2 separate regions of the Sus scrofa genome follow, and region 2 is linked to region 1. Evidence: chromatin contacts called from public Hi-C data. All regions are on one chromosome and are shown on one strand. The core of a region is the stretch at or near the end of the contact, and the rest is flanking DNA. Distances in the headings are between cores, read along the strand shown.

Region 1 (2,677 bases), core at 120-2,619:
TAAAAGGTAGAATTGAAGGTGTGTCCTAGCAATTCAGGCATGTTATATTCTTTTCAAGAGCTATATCTCAAGAACTAGCCAGGGATTAAATCTGTGCCACAGTAGTGACCTGAGCCATGGCAGGGACAGTGCTGGATCCTTAACCCACTGAGCCACCAGGGAACTCCTGTTTTTCATTTTTTTAATTGCTTTACTTATATCAGAGTAATTAAAAAGCTTTTCTAGGAGTTCCCATCGTGGCGCAGTGGTTAACGAATCCGACTAGGAACCATGAAGTTTCGGGTTCGGTCCCTGGCCTTGCTCAGTGGGTTAACGATCCGGCATTGCCGTGAGCTGTGGTGTAGGTTGCAGATGTGGCTCAGATCCCGCGTTGCTGTGGCTCTGGCGTAGGCTGGTGGCTATGGCTCCGATTAGACCCCTAGCCTGGGAACCTCCATATGCCGAGAGAGCGGCCCAAAGAAATAGCAAAAAACCAAAAACAAAAAAAAAACAAACAAACAAACAAAAAAAGCTTTTCTAGCATAATGCAGTTAGTCCTAGAGTCTCTCAAGGCGCCTTGGCCCTGTTAAAGCTTCCTTAGAAGCTTCTTCAGTGTTGACTATGCTGCAGTGTTTAACTGCCTGCACTCTTTCCTTTGGAAACTTGAGAGACCATCGAAGCTGGGTAATGGCTTATATGGTTCACACTAATTAGGCTTGGCTTCCATCTCAGAGCCTGAGGGTTTTAATTGTTTTCCCCCCAAAGTTAAAAAAACTACCAGCAAATAATCACTTAAGCTTCAGTGTATACCAAATGATCATGGCTCATAAGGCATAGCCAAAGTTTTCTAGATAATTAGCAAGCACTGTTAAGAAAAGAAAAAGAAAATTTCACTTAAAAATCACATCCTGAAAAGACTAAGGGAGAATGAAACATTCTTGAAATTTTGATAGCAGCTAGGGCAAGGCTTCTCAAACTATGGCCCTCAGGCCAAATCTGGCCATTGATCTGTTTTATAAGAAAAGTTTTCCCGGAATCCAGTCCTTCACATTTTTTCTATACAGTCTAAGCCTGCTTTCCCACTACAACAAGAATTTGAGAGGTTAGAGTACAGGGTGTATAGTTTGCAGTGCCTAAAATATTTACTGTCTGTTACTTTATTATAGATAAGATATGCCACCCCTTGGTTAGAGCATCAGAATTAATGTGACTATAATTCATGAGGTTTAAGCTTTATAAAGCATTTAAATTGAATGAATAAAAATACCTTCATTCTGTTTCCGTGCAAAGCTTAACTTACTAAGAGCAGGCTTGCCTTGCCCAGAGGTCAGAACCAATTCCTGTGGGAGCCAGGCTGTCCCTCTCTCTCGTGTTCTCAAGTTTAGTGACCGAACATGCGAGAGAAAAGTGTACTGTGAGGGCCAGGCTGACGCAATCAAGCTCAGGGACAGAGGCTGTGAAGTGAGGGGCTTTCCCCAACATGGCTATAGCTTCTTCACAGGGACTGAGTGCCTTGGTGGCGACTGAGGGAAAGAAGTGTTGAGTTTTGAGAGTTCCTTATATATTCCAGATCCTAGTCTGGTGTCAGATATGTGATTTTGCACCTACTTCCTCCCTGTCTATAGCTGGTCCTTCTGTAGAGCAAATGTTTTAAATTTGGGTTTGGGGTTATTAACAGTTTTTCCTTCTATGGCTGGTGCTGATGGCCCTTCTAGACCTTCTGGCCATGACTTTGCCCTCTTCCTTTTACTGTTATTGTACCTTCTGCCTTGTGGTCCAGGAAGGGAAAAACTTGGGACCCAAGCCGTGTTTTGTATTGTGGATGTGCAGTACATCCCAGATACTGTGGTCCTTTAGTCCCAGGAGAAAGGAAGCGGGTGGGTTTGCCTGGAATCTGTAGGCAGGTGGATCATCGAGGAGCTTATGGTAATGGAGGAGGAACAGCAAGCCTCTCAGGTGTCCCTTTGTGAAAAGACTGCTGGGTAAAGCATGCTGATTTGAACATTCTTTTATGACACCTGTCTCTGACTACTGTAGGATTGAAAGGTTCTCTCTCCCGTGTTCTCCCAGGAAGCTAAGATTATTAGGTTGAAGTGTCAGGAGGCTGCCATTTTCCCACTTTACTAGCTTACGCTTAACATTTTTTTTTTATCCTATAGTTGATTTAACAGGACAAGTCAAATGTTATCCTATCAATTTCTAATTCTATGTGTTTTTGGAAAAATAGCCGCTGTTTTTGTCTGACTATTGTATCTTCTGCTAAGCCAATAAAATGGCCCTCTGGTTTGACTTTTGGAGGATCATTACTAGACTTTAAAAAGTGGGATTAAAAACTCAATGAGTCTGGGTTAATAAAAGACTGATTTAGGCAGAGCTGTGCTGGGCAAATATGTTACAAGGAGGCTTCAGTGGACTTTGTCTTTTTTTCTTTTTCCCTCCCCATTTATATGAGCTGCTGTATTTAAGATGGGAATAAGATCAAAAGGTCAAACAAAGCATTTCATCATTTGTTTTTCTTCTGTCTTTCTTTTTTAAAAAATAATGGTCCAGTGGTCTTATGGTTGTTCTTAATTTTTTATATCTTGATATTTTTTCATGGTAAAAATTTTAGTCTTTTTTTAGTCTGAAATTCTAATTTTTTTTATTATCCTGTATTTTTATGTGCTAAGTCTGACAACCTTCAGAGTAAAAGTAATAT
Region 2 (2,677 bases), core at 74-2,573, 160 kb before region 1:
AAATAAAAGTTCTCTTTCCTTTTCCCTTTCCGTCCCTCCTTTAATAAAAATGCACAGGGAGTTCCCATTGTGGCACAGCAATAACGAACCGACTAGTATCCATGAGGATGTGGGTTCAATCCCTGGCCTCACCTAGTGGGTTAAGGATCCAGTGTTGCCATGAGCTGTGGTGTAGGTTGCGGAAATGGCTTGAATCTTGTGTTGCTGTGGCTGTAGCACAGGCCAGCAGCTGCAGTTCTGATTTGACCTCTAGCCTGGGAACTTCCCTATGTTGTGGGTATGGCCCTAAAAAAAACACACAGAAAAAATATATATAGAAAACAAAGTACGTATATATGTGTATGTGTGTGTGTATGTGCATGTATGTTTACACATATATGTTAACGTGTGTGTGTGTGTGTGTGTGTGTGTGTATACATATATACCCCTGACCCAGGGATCGAACCAATTGTGCAGTGGTTACCCTAGCCACAGCAGTGACAATGCCACATCCTTAAACACTAGGCCACCAGGGAACTCCAGCTCTGTGTATTTTTTGGTGGTCTATACGTATCAGTTACTGCTCCATATGATTTACAACTCTATTTTGGAGCTGTTTTTCCATCAGTACTGAGATTGGCTTCATTCTTTTCAGTGACTTGGAGTTCGCCCTCTTGTCAGTGTTCCATACATAATTCATTGGACCGGTCCCCTAGCAGATGAGCATTAAAATTCTTCTAGCCTTTTGTTTTTACCAATAATGTTGCAATGAGTAGTATATTCTTTGTATCTTGATCTTCATGCAGATATAATTGTATTTATGGGATAGAATCCCAATAGTGGTCTTTTCTGTTTCAAAAGGTATTAAGTATTGCCAAATTGCCCTTTTACAAAGATACACCACTTTCTACTTTTATCGATGATTTATGGCTATGCCTAAAATTTCATTCTCACATTTCCTTTCCATCTTGTCCACCTCATTTCTCTCTCCAACTCCCCAGCCTACCCTCAGACCCAATCTGGAAGCTTGGAAAACCTTCAGTTGAAGTGTCCATCTCATGGAAGTGTGTAAAACACAAATCACAGGAGCCTTCTTGAAAGACACAAGAAACCGGTCCCCCTTGTGAGCACTGCCCGAATTTCCTCCCAGGCCAGGGTAGGCCACACCAGTGAACACTGGCCCCTCCCCTTAATTGCTGGCTCAGCCTCAGCTGGGTGACATCCCTTTCGCCACTCTTTCCTGTCTTCATTCCTTTTGGAGGCTTTTAAGGCTAGTACTCATCTCTAGCGCCTGAAAAGTCAGAATCTGTTCACTTGTCTTGGGTGCCTGCCAGTTCTTAAAGATAGGCATGGTTGGACCACTGCATTCTTTGCCATTTCAGAAGAAGCCGTGTCTGTTTGCATGTACAGTGTCAAGAAACGATTTCCAGATGACTGCTTTGGCCTGGCATTTCCATTAACGCTTTCAGTGGGGAGATGGTTTCTCTAGTTAAGCTGGCGGAGGACCAAGGTCTCCATCCCCAGCCCCTCTCTCTTTCCCAGCCTTCCACCCCAGTTGGGGTTATCCTGTAACTTGATTCTATGGCCTGTGAATTTACCTGGGACATTTAGAAAAAAGATCCCTTCACCACGACATTATTGGCAAATCCTTTTTTCAGTGTTCTCCCATTTTTGAGCAGAAAACAACATTCTGGGCTTTCCCTCGATCTCCTGTCGATATTTTATTACCAAACATACAGTAAAGTTGAAAGAATTTTATAGTCAACACCCATATGTCTGTTAATAGATTCTGCCGTAAACATTTTACTCTACTTGTTTTATTGCATGGCTCACTCTCCAGTTGTCATTTTGGGCTTGTTTAGTGATACTTCTCTGGCATTTTAAAGGCATTTAAAGGTGGATGGAATGTGAGCTCTGGAACCCGAGTTTGAATCCTGGCTCTGCTGTTTGAACCTTGTGACCTTGGGCAAGTTATTAAACCTCTTTGTCGCCTCAGTGTTTTCATCTGTAAAATGGAAATAATAATAGTGTGCCCACTTCAGGGGGTTTTGTGAGATGAAATGAATCAGTTCATGTACACATTTAGAACAGAGGCTACAATGTATTAGTCATTTAATACGTGCCATAAAGTAAGTGCTAAATTAATTTCATGGATTAAAAAAACAATTTAATAGATTTTCTGGATTTTAGGGAGAAGCAACTGCTTTGCCTGGTACTGGGGCCAGATGTTTGTGTACATTGCCTCATTTGACCCTCAAAACAACTTTTAACAGAATGTCCTGTTTGCAGATGAGCAAGGTGAGGTCAGGAGGCAGGAATGGGATTTAATCCCAAGTCTGTTGAACTTTAGTGGTCATAATCTCTGGGTTTTGCCCTTTTTCTTTTAACCACCAGATTGAGAAATTGCAGGATTATGTAAAGTGACAGAGATTTTTATGGTTGGGGAAAAAGCCTTCATCTGAATTCTGGGAAACAGGTATAGGTACCTGAGGTTTTACCACTCTGCTGTGACCTTGAGATGCTGAAGGTCAGTCTTGCAGAAGAAAGAACTCCTTGCTATTTTTTGTATCTTTTTAAAATTCGTTTCCTTCCCATTAGCATTTCCAATTCTGGATCCTCCTGCTGTCTAGCGTTCTGGCTGACCTCCCTGGGTAGGGATTACCTTGGGGTATTTTGGAATGCTGTCCTTTGTCAATTG

The links. A called contact is a pair of places that touch in the nucleus more often than the background predicts.
Region 2: a Hi-C map of liver shows a contact between it and region 1, with 3 times the contacts expected there. The contact joins two enhancer-like sites.

The regions. Positions count from the first base shown.
Region 1 is chr13:47,327,318-47,329,994 of Sscrofa11.1, reverse strand. All of the region lies in intron 1 of MAGI1 (membrane-associated guanylate kinase, WW and PDZ domain-containing protein 1), which reads left to right. Among named protein-coding and RNA genes, the nearest start is that of MAGI1, 240 kb to the left of the region's middle. Within about 2 kb of position 1,369, at least 3 of the 83 cell types and tissues checked have an H3K27ac peak or open chromatin away from gene starts, as enhancers often do. A contact at or near this core is called in liver, where this site is marked.
Region 2 is chr13:47,487,972-47,490,648 of Sscrofa11.1, reverse strand. All of the region lies in intron 1 of MAGI1 (membrane-associated guanylate kinase, WW and PDZ domain-containing protein 1), which reads left to right. Among named protein-coding and RNA genes, the nearest start is that of MAGI1, 79 kb to the left of the region's middle. Within about 2 kb of position 1,323, at least 9 of the 83 cell types and tissues checked have an H3K27ac peak or open chromatin away from gene starts, as enhancers often do. A contact at or near this core is called in liver, where this site is marked.